Linked DNA regions of Bos taurus: region 2 is linked to region 1. Evidence: chromatin contacts called from public Hi-C data. All regions are on one chromosome and are shown on one strand. Each heading gives the region's core, a stretch centred on a gene start, on an enhancer-like site or on the middle of the called end of the contact. The rest is flanking DNA. Distances are from core to core; before and after follow the strand shown. Region 1 has its middle 44 kb from the start of ZNF217. Region 2 has its middle 100 kb from the start of BCAS1.

Region 1 (5,599 bases), core at 2,825-5,324:
TGCGTGGAGGACTGACCCCCCACCCCCTTGCCGAGATGACCGACGACCCTGGACCCTCCTGCCCACACCCTCGCGTAACCCGGGAGGCAGAGGCGCTCCTGTGCCGGTTCTCAGAAGCCAGCTCTGAGGCAAAGTGAGGAGACGATGCGGACCCGTCTCTTTCTTACTTTTTTAAAAATTAAACTGAGTTTGGCATTCCTGGAAAAAACAAACATTAAAACAGAAGCGTTGTCATTCTGCTCCCGGGTTACAGTCAGTAACTAATGAACGTAAAGCCCAGCTCATGGGGTGTTGGACTACAGAAATGTTAAGTATTTCAATTAAATCCCATTAATAGAGTCTCAGAGTTGCTACAGCATTTGCAATAACACAGATCATTATTGTTCTTAGAAATTTTGTTCCAAATAGTTGAATAGCAAAGCTGGTTAGACGAGTAAATGAAGTTTGTTTACAAACAGCGCCACCTGATGGCGTAGCTTATTTAACACTTTACAGTGTCGTCTGGTGGGCTTCCCTGGTGGTTCAGTGGGTAAAGCGTCTGCCTACAATGCGGGAGTCCCGGGTTCGATCCCTGGGTCAGGAAGATTCCCCTGGAGAAGGAAATGGTCAACCCACTCCAGTAGGCTTGCCTGGAAAATCCCATGCACGGAGAAGCCTGGTATGGGGTCACAAAGAGTCGGACACGACTGAGCGACTTTCCCTTCACTTCAGTGTTAAGATATCTGGGGTTTGGCCAGTTCCACTGGGAGAACAATCTGTAATTATTCAAAGTGTTCAGTCATTGACTGTCTTTAAGAATGCACCTGTCACATACAATTTGACAAAATGTGCTCATCACCTTCCTCAGACTAGAGGCTGGTTTGGCTGTAAATATACTCAAATTCCAGGAATGGCATTAGCTTAATTCACAGAAACATTGACATTTCACAAAACTCTGTATAAACTGTAGCCAGCTACCTAGTTTTCTGTTAAAAGCACAGACCTGGCTCAGTCCCTTTACCAGCCAAGAGCAACTTACTGACTTCTCTGCACCTCAGCCTCCCCATCCACACCACTGTTAAGATAATGCATGTAAAGTCCCTTAATTTGTTTTCTTTTCAAATGGTTTTTGACTCAGCAATCCCACTCCTAGATATACACTCAAGGAATCCTCTTATGTATTAATATATGTATTTTTTAATATTTATTTGATTGTTTGGGGTCTTAGCTTTCAGCATGCGGGATCTTCCTTGCGGCACATGGCTTTCACTTTCTACACTGTATGTAGATGGAGCTGTGCCGCGCTCAGTCACCCCGTCATGTCTGACTCTGTGGCCCCATGGACTGCAGCCCGCCAGGCTCCTCTGTTCCTAGAATTTCCCAGGCAAGAATACTGGAGTGGGTGGCCATTCCCTACTCCAGGGAATCTTCCTGACCCAGGGATCGAGCCCCCGTCTCTTGCATTGGCAGGTGGGTTCTTTACGATGTGAAAGTGAAAGCCGCTCAGTCATGTCCAATTCTTTGGGACCCCAAGGACTGTCCATGGAATTCTCCAGGCCAGAATACTGGAGTGGGTTGCCTTTCTCCCTTCTGCGGGGGATCTTCCCAACCCAGGGATAGAAGCCAGGTCTCTCGCATTGCAGGCGGATTCCTTACCACAGAAATGACCATATGATGTCAACCTTTCCTACAACAAAGGATGCTTGGATTGGCAGCTTTTTCTGCACATGTTCTCAGTGACTTGTGAATCGCTAAGCCTCTCTATGTGAATATCCTTTTCCAAGCATATTCTTTTCTCTATAATCTCCTATAATCTGTTTATCAAATTCTTGCCCTCCGGCTATCTTCACGCCCTCCACCCCCACCCACATGCACACCCAGTAAAAGAAACAATCATTTAAGTTCAGTTCAGTCGCTCAGTTGTGTCCGACTCTTTGCGACCCCATGAATCGCAGCACACCAGGCCTCCCTGTCCATCACCAACTCCCGGAGTTCACTCAGACTCACGTCCATCGAGTCGGTGATGCCATCCAGCCATATCATCCTCTGTCGTCCCCTCTTCCTTCTGCCCCCAATCCCTCCCAGCTTCAGAGTCTTTTCCAATGAGTCAACTCTTTGCATCAGGTGGCCAAAGTACTGGAGTTTCAGCTTTAGCATCATTCCTTCCAAAGAAATCCCAGGGCTGATCTCCTTCAGAATGGACTGGTTGGATCTCCTTGCAGTCCAAGGGACTCTCAAGAGTCTTCTCCAACACCACACTTCAAAAGCATCAATTCTTTGGCGCTCAGCTTTCTTCACACTCCAACTCTCACATCCACACATGACCACTGGAAAAACCATAGCCTTGACTAGACGGACCTTTGTTGGCAAAGTAATGTCTCTGCTTTTCAATATGCTGTCTAGGTTGGTCATAACTTTTCTTCCAAGGAGTAAGCCTCTTTTAATTTCATGGCTGCAGTCACCACCTGCAGTGATTTTGGAGCCCCCCAAAATAAAGTCTGACACTGTTTCCCCATCTATTTGCCATGAAGTGATGGGACCAGATGCCATGATCTTCATTTTCTGAATGTTGAGCTTTAAGCCCACTTTTTCCCTCTCCTCTTTCACTTTCATCATTTAAGTAGTCCATACCAAACCTCTCTCAATCCTGTCTACCTTTTATTCCTCTAAAGTACCTGTGAATGAAGTGAGTGAGTGAAGTCAAGTCACTCAGTCGTGTCTGACTCTTTGCGACCCCATGGACTGTAGCCTAACCAGGTTCCTCCGTCCGTGGGATTTTCCAGGCAAGAATACTGGAGTGGGTTGCCATTTCCTTCTCCAAAAGTACCTGTACCACCCACAATTATTCTCTATGTAAAACTCCTCTCACTCAATATATTGTATATAAGGAAAATAAGGGGGGCGGGGAGCTTCCCTGGTGCTCAGCAGTAAAGAATCCCCCTGCAATACGGGAGACCCGGGTTCAAATCCTGGGTCAGGAAAATCCCCTGGAGAAAGAAAAGGCAACCCACTCCAGGATTCTGGCCTGGAGAATCCCATGGACAGAGGAGGCTCATGGGCTACAGAGAGTGGGACACGACTGAGCAACTAAGCACACACATAAGGAAAAGGAAACTAGCCAGCAGTGAGTGCGCAGCACATTTGTCGCCATGGAAATGCTTACGTTGAGAAAGTCCAAATAATTTCAAAGGCATAAGGTTATTGAGATAATTCCAAACACCTACCTGTCTTTCCTGACTTGCTGGGTTAGAATAAACCACATATATTATTCATCCATCCATCCATCCATCCTACCAAAAAATATCCCAAGCTCTGCAGAAGCCCAGGGGATACACCGATAACAAATCTCTGCCCTCCCGGGGTTCACCTTCAGATGGGGAAGACCTATCAAACATGCACATTGAGATGGGAGGCAGTGCTGAGTGCTGCGAAGAAAACCAGCACCAGATCCAGAGACGGAGGGGCTGGAGATCTGGGGGTCAGGGACGTATGAGCAGGTGAGTGTGGACTACCCGGACCACTGCGGAGTCTGCGAGGCTCCAGAAGGGAACCCGAGTCCCCTGTGGCTGCCGTAACCAACGGGAAGGGCTGGGAAAGCCGCTCAGGAAGAAAGCAGAGCGGCGGGCAGGCTTGGGTTTCATTCTGAGTCATGTGAGGTCACTGGTGGTTCGAGCACGGACAGAGGCAGCACTGTCTCTCTTGGGAAAAGACGGGTGTGGCGGCACATGGAGGCGAGGCTGAAGGGGAGAAGTTAAAGCGGGGAGGGGGCGGCTGGAAGGATGGCTTCGTCCGGGTGCGGCGGTGATGGGGGTGCCTGGAGCCGGCCCCGCGTCCGGTGTGTTCTGAAGGGAACAGAAGGAGCAGGTTTGCTCTTCGATTGGACGGGGAATGAAAGAGGGGCACAGGGGGACTGGGGGGACATCCCTGGGGGGCGGGGGGCGGGGGGGACACAGGCCGCGACGGGCCGCCATCATGGGGTGCGTGCTGCGCTCAGATGCCAGCTGGGGGCTCCGGTGCAGACGTGCAGAGGCGGTGGGGACGGACACACCGGGGCCGGGGCGGGGCCGGGCCGGGGCGGGGCCGGGGGGGCCGGGGCGGGGGGCCAGCGTGGGGCGGGGCCAGCGTGGGCCGAGGCCTGAACCCGGGGATCCTGCTGCCTCCTACCGGGTCGGAGGCATGGAACTAGAAGATCCACCTGCTCTTGCTGGGGGTCCAAGTAAAAAGCCCTGGGATGCTGAGAATGTAATCAGTCCACTGGGCATGCCGCCTGTGAAGCAGGAAGCTCAGAGCTTTCTAACAATCGTCATGATGGGATCATGGCGTTGTCTCAGTTAGCGACAAGGTCAAGCGTTCGACCCCCATGTGGGCCACTCTTTGGTCACCTATGCAAGGAGGCTGCCCAGTTTTAGGGCTTCCCAGGTAGCTCTGCGGTTAAGAATCCGCCTGCCAATGCAGGAGCCGTGGGTTCCATCCCCGGGTCCTAAGATCCCCTGGAGTAGGAAACGGCAACCCACTCCAGTGTTCCTGCCTGGAAAATTCCACCGACAGAGGAGCCTGGTGGGCTGTGGTCCACGGGGTCACAGATTCGGACACGACTGAGGAGCCTGTGATGGGATCCCTGCTGCCCTTTCGAGGCTCTTTTTGGTCCCTCAGAATTCCAAACAGAGTGTCTAGGAGCCTTAGCTGACTTCTCGCTCTTTCAAGAGTCACCTGGTGTACTCAGGAGGCACTCACCTTTCTCCCTTCTTCTCCAGACTGCCCACCGAGCCTGCGGGACAGGGGGCTGGGGCCGTGTCAGACGATTCTGCCTGCTACAGCCTGTGGGGGCCACCGTCGTGCGGGAGTTTGATGTGTGTACAAAGGTCACGAAATTTCGGTGACAAATAAGGCTAAACGGCAGAAAAGAGATGTGATTTTTTTTTTCCTTCTTTGGTATGACTTTTCACAAACTCAAGAGGTTGGAAATCTTTTGTCACATGAGTATGTCCCATTCATACTGAGAAGTAGGGACCTTCCCTGGAGGTCCAGTGGTTAAGACTTTGCCTTTCAATGCCATTTCTTCATGGCAAATAGATGGGGAAACAGTGGAAACAGTGGCTGACTTTATTTTGGGGGGCTCCAAAATCACTGCAGGTGGCGACTGCAGCCATGAAATTAAAAGACTCTTGCTCCTTGGAAGAAAAGTTATGACCAACCTAGACAGCATATTAAAAAGCAGAGACATTACTTTGCCAACAAAGGTCTGTCTAGTCAAAGCTATGGTTTTTCCAGTAGTCATGTGTGGATGTAAGAGTTGGACTGTGAAGAAAGCTGAGTGCCGAAGAATTGATGCTTTTGAAGTGTGGTGTTGGAGAAGACTCTTGAGAGTCCCTTGGACTGCAAGGAGATCCAACCAGTCCATCCAAAAGGAAATCAGTCCTGAATATTCATTGGAAGGACTGATGCTGAGGCTGAAACTCCAATCCTTTGGCCACCTGATGCGAAGAACTGACTCACTGGAGAAGACCCTGATGCTGGGAAAGATTGAGGGCAGGAGGAAAAGGGGACGACAGAGGATGAGATGGTTGGATGGCATCACTGATGCTCAATGGACATTAAGTTTGAGTAAACTCCAGGAGTT
Region 2 (5,001 bases), core at 1,417-3,916, 300 kb after region 1:
GACTGTTGTATCGGGGAGTCGCAAAGAGATGACAGGATCTTGAGGGGTAAATGTTTAAGGGGCAGAAATCAAAGCAAAGGGAAAGAGCTGTGTTAAGGCTACCCAAAGGCCTGGTGGGGGCGGTGGGTGGGGGAGATGAAAGTTCTTTGTTGGTTGGCTTTTAACGGGGGTGACTGAAAACCTCAATAAAATGGTATTTTGATTTCCTTTCACATGGGGTTTGCTTCTCATTCAACATCACTCCTATGACCAGCATCCCAACTCTTCTGATGTAGAGAAGTCTAGAAAGATTTTGATAGGAAATTAAATTGATTGGTAGGATAGACCAGAATATCTGTATAAAGGCAACACACTCCTGGGGAGAAAATGTTGCTTGAAATAGGAAACAAAGGAAGGTCTGCCAGCGGAGAGATGGTTAAGTATGTTCGTATAAGAGTCTGTGGGGTAGGTTCTTATGTGGTTATTAAAAATCACATTTTCCAAGTTTTTAAATTGGAAAACATGCAGAAATGCTAGTAATCCAATGTTTGATTTTAAAAATGCTTGCCACAAAACTTTATGTGCAGTTGAGTCCAGTTGCAGTTTACAAAAATAAGTCTATCTGCATGAGGGGAAAAAAGAAGGAAGCGTTCATTTGGCAACAGTGTTTTTCCCTGGGTGATGGGGAAATTGGTGATTTTATTTTTCATGCATTTCTGTTGAAACGACAATTTTCTATTGAAAACAGGACTGCTTTTTTAATTCCCCAAAAGAACTGTTTTTAAAAACCGTCGTTGGAAAATCATCTCTGAGGGACGACAGCCAAGGGAGGATTCCTGTTTGGCGAAGAAGCAGACAGGCAGGTCCCAAGCAGCCTTTGGGGGACTTTCCCCCACTTTTGCCCAAATGTCAAATGTCGGGCATTCACACGGTTAAAAACGACCTAAAATGAGCAACTTCCCCAGTGCTGGATGACAAGCGTCAAGCCCTCTGCCCCTCCCATCCCAGGGGGCTGTTGTGAGTTCTTATATTTATAAGAGAAAACACGGAACTTGAGTGGGCTGGAGCCACAGGCTGGCAGCAGAGATCTGGTCCTTGTCTCCTTGGACAGACCCTGGAATCCTTCTGGAACATGCAGGATACGTATGAACATGATGGAGCAGAACACAGTTCTCTCCCTCCTGCAGAATCCCACTTCTTCCCACCAACATGGCAGGAAGCAAAACAACCTCATGGTTAAGCCTGTAAACTTTGGAATCAAGCAAACCTGTGTGCAATCTTTGCGTGTTTTTTTTTTTAACCTAACCGTTCTGCGGCTTCCAACAAATTCTGCAACTTCTTTGTACTTTTGTTTACTCCTGTGCAAAATGGTGAGAAGATCACCACCACATTGGGTTCCTTTGAAGATGAAATAGGATAAAATACAGAGAGTGGACATGTGCAACCCTATGGACTGTAGATTTTTATTCTCGGATTACCTGTTTTCTTCTCACCCTACCTTAGGGCCGTCATTCATGGGATGAAATAAGAAAGGATGGTTTGGGGAGAAAGATACTCTTGGTGACCTGCAGATTTTCTTGTGAAAAGTGAAACCTCCCAGTTCCAGGTTGGCGTCCGTTGTTGGTAGCCAGGTTGGCTCCAGCCAATGAACCAATTTACTGAGCACTGTTACTTGCTAGGATGGCTTCCCTGATGGCTCAGGCGGTAAAGAATCCTCAGGCAATGTGGGAGGCCTGAATTTGATTCCTGGGCTGGGAAGAACTCCTGGAGGAGGGAATGGCAACCCACTCCAGTATTCTTGTCTGGAAAATTCCATGGACAGAGTAGTCTGGAGGGCTACAGACCATGGGGTCGCAAACAGTCAGACACGACTAAGTGACTAACACCTGCTAGGCAGTGAGCTTGAGCCCTCTTATGGGTATATGACTGGCGTCCACATAGATGATATTATCCCGTTATGTTTTATTCAAATAAGTCCTTTGAATAAGCCACTTCTCACCACCTCTTCAGCAATGACGCTAGTCTCAGCTACCATCTTCTCCCAAGAAGTCACAGCAGGAGCCTTCTCCTTGGCCTCCCCTCTTGCATTCTTTCCATTTCCAGTGAACTTTGGAGTCAACCAGAACAGGAGAACAACCAATCTGGAGAGAGAGTACTGTTACATAGTGGGGCCCAGGGACTCTGGAATCAGGGACTGGATCCTGCCTTGCTCAGTTAGTTGCTAACATACCTTCAGTCACAAGGTAGCCCCTGACAAAGGTGCTTTCCATGCCCCCGGTTGCAGGCCCCGAGGACACCAGACTCGCCTTCACCCATCACCCGTCACCCGTCACTGCTGAGACAAGCGGACGTCGAGTGCAGCTGGCTGTCTCTGATCGCTAGGGAAGTGCCTTCACTTAAGCAGACTGCTGTCATTGCTCCTTCCTCTCTGTTCCACCAGCGCAACAAGAGAGAAATTCACCCACCCAACACACCCTAAGATTTGAGGGGGCTTCTGCTTCAGGAAACGTACTATATAGCCGAGAATCTCGCTCTGCAGCCTTTTAAAGCCAGCCTTTGGGTTAACCAGATGTCTGATGAGCATTTTTAAAAAAACACGTGTCTGCTTAAAGTGGAAGTACTGCTGCTTTTGTTTACAAATACATCAAAACACTCATATCTTTTATTGATCTGTGCGGAGGGAGTTGTGGGTTTTCAATGTTTTCTGAAAGAGTGAAAAGCGAATACCTCAAAACGAAAATAGGATCACACATGCTTTAATCATCTTGTGCAGTTCATTTTATTACAACCTGATCTTATAGAAGGAGTCCCATTTTGGCTTAATCTTTTGGGGCTTCCTGTTCAGCTAGCTTGAAGGTTTAGCTTGGGATGTTTAATTCCATAGTCTATGATCATTTTAGGAAATTTACAAAAAAGGCAAAACACAATATATAGAACGACTCACTGTGGTGGAGTTCAAAGCAGAGTGATCTGTAGTAATTCTACGCACGACAGTACAGCAAAGAAAAGTGGCTCAGCCAAGCTCGCACACTGACATGAGAAGTCCTAGCGCCATAGAGCTTAGAGCCACGCATCTTATGAAAAAACATAAGTGGAATGTACACGCGATGATTATAACATCACATCATATCATAGAGCTTACGTGTACAAAGCATGGGCTTCCCCAGTGGGCTTCCCCGTTAGAGAAGCTGTCTGCCAATGCAGGAGACATAAGAGAGGTGAGTTCAATCCCTGGGTTGGGAAGACTCCCTGGAGAAGGGAATGACAACCCACTCCAGTATTTGCCTGGATAAATCCCATGGACAGAGGAGCCTCGTGGGCTACAGTCCACAGGGTCACAAAGAGTTGGACACAACTGAAGTGACTTGGCCACATGAACAAAGCATAATACAAAATAGTTTGCATTGAACTGGATAGTCAGGCAGTCAATATGCATTTTATTAATCACCTGCTGTTTGCAAGGTACTTTCATAACTATGAAATAATCTATATAAAAAAAATCTGAAGGGAGTATGTAAAAATAAGGCTGAGTCAGGAAGATGGGATTATCATGGGTTCTTTGTCTTTATTCTCCCATAATATTGAAACATATATGATTTCAAATGGTGCCTTATTAAACTTAGAAGTTTGCACAGCAAGGGAAACCATCAACAAAACAAAAAGACAACCTACTTTTCCTGAATGGGAAAAAAATATTTGCAAATGATATGATTGATAAGGGGTTAATATCCAAAATATATATAAATGGCTCATGTGACTCAACATAAAAAACAACCATATTAAAAGTGGGCAGAAGGCCTGAGTAGACATTTTTCTAAAGAAGACATGCACATGGCTAAGAGGCACATGAAAAAACGCTCACTAATCATCTGAGAAAATGCGACTCAAAACCACAATGAGAGATCACCCCCTACCTGTCAGAATGTCTGTTATCAAAAAGAACAGAATTAACAAACGTTGGCAAGGATATGGGGAAAAGGGAGCCCTCATACACCGGTGGTGGGAATGGAAACGTAAATTGGTGTAGCCACTATGGAAAGCGCATGGAAGTTTCCCAAAAAAGTAAAAGTAGAGTTACCAGCAATCCCACTCCTGGGTGTATATCTGAAACACACACACACACACTAGTTTGAAAAGATAGATGAGTCCCAGTGCAAGATTTATAATTACAAGCATGATTTACAAATGCCAAGATACAGAAGCAACCTAAGTGTCCAAAAGAGGTGGATAAAGAAGATGCAGGATATAAATATACACAATGAAATACTACTCAGCCAGGATAAAGCGTGAAGTTTTGTCATCTGCAACAACATGGATGGATTTAGAGAGCATTATGCTAAATGAAATAAGCCAGACAGAGAAGGACAAATATATATGGTGCATAGGGTATATTTGTATATATACACATATATACACACCACCACCTATATTTGGATCTAGAAATAAACTAGTGACTCTAGCAAAAAAGAAACAGACTCAGAGAAACAGAGGACAAAGCAGTGACTGCCAGCAGGGAGAGGGAAGGGCAGAGGGCCGTCCAGGCGTGGGGAGTAAGAGTTCCAAACCACTACGAACAGAGTGAGCTATAAGGAAATATTGTGCAACACAGGGGATCTTTAAAGCATATTTGATTTCAGTATTTTTTTTAAAAGGATAAAAATATTTGAAGCAGCATAATGATAAGAGTTGAAAACGCTGATTTTGTGCTAACTTAGTCTCAGGCACTGCCCTGAGCAGGCTGTGAATTTGATCTGGTACTTCTACAGTGATGGTATTATCAGTGACATCACTGCCATTTTACAGTGAAGAGACTGAGAGAAGATGTTTTATGTAAGCCCAATGTCTCAGAGATGGTTCATAGGAGAACCGAGTCCCAGAGTGTCCTTGATGACTACTTCAAACCTATCCACAAGGGGCTGGAACACAACTGGGCACGTGAGAGTTCCTGGATATCTGGCCTTGCAAGCGGCTGCCTCCCCAGCCATCCTGGAGTGGCCTCTGCTTTTCTTACCACTCTCCCAG

Evidence for each region. Hi-C and Micro-C count contacts between places; a contact is called where the count stands out from the background.
Region 2: a contact with region 1 is called in a Hi-C map of an unstated tissue, with 2.9 times the contacts expected there. The contact joins two enhancer-like sites.

Annotation. Positions count from the first base shown.
Region 1 is chr13:81,107,262-81,112,860 of ARS-UCD2.0, forward strand. No RefSeq gene overlaps it. Among named protein-coding and RNA genes, the nearest start is that of ZNF217, 44 kb to the right of the region's middle. Within about 2 kb of position 4,075, at least 18 of the 102 cell types and tissues checked have an H3K27ac peak or open chromatin away from gene starts, as enhancers often do.
Region 2 is chr13:81,409,840-81,414,840 of ARS-UCD2.0, forward strand. No RefSeq gene overlaps it. Among named protein-coding and RNA genes, the nearest start is that of BCAS1, 100 kb to the right of the region's middle. Within about 2 kb of position 2,667, at least 12 of the 102 cell types and tissues checked have an H3K27ac peak or open chromatin away from gene starts, as enhancers often do.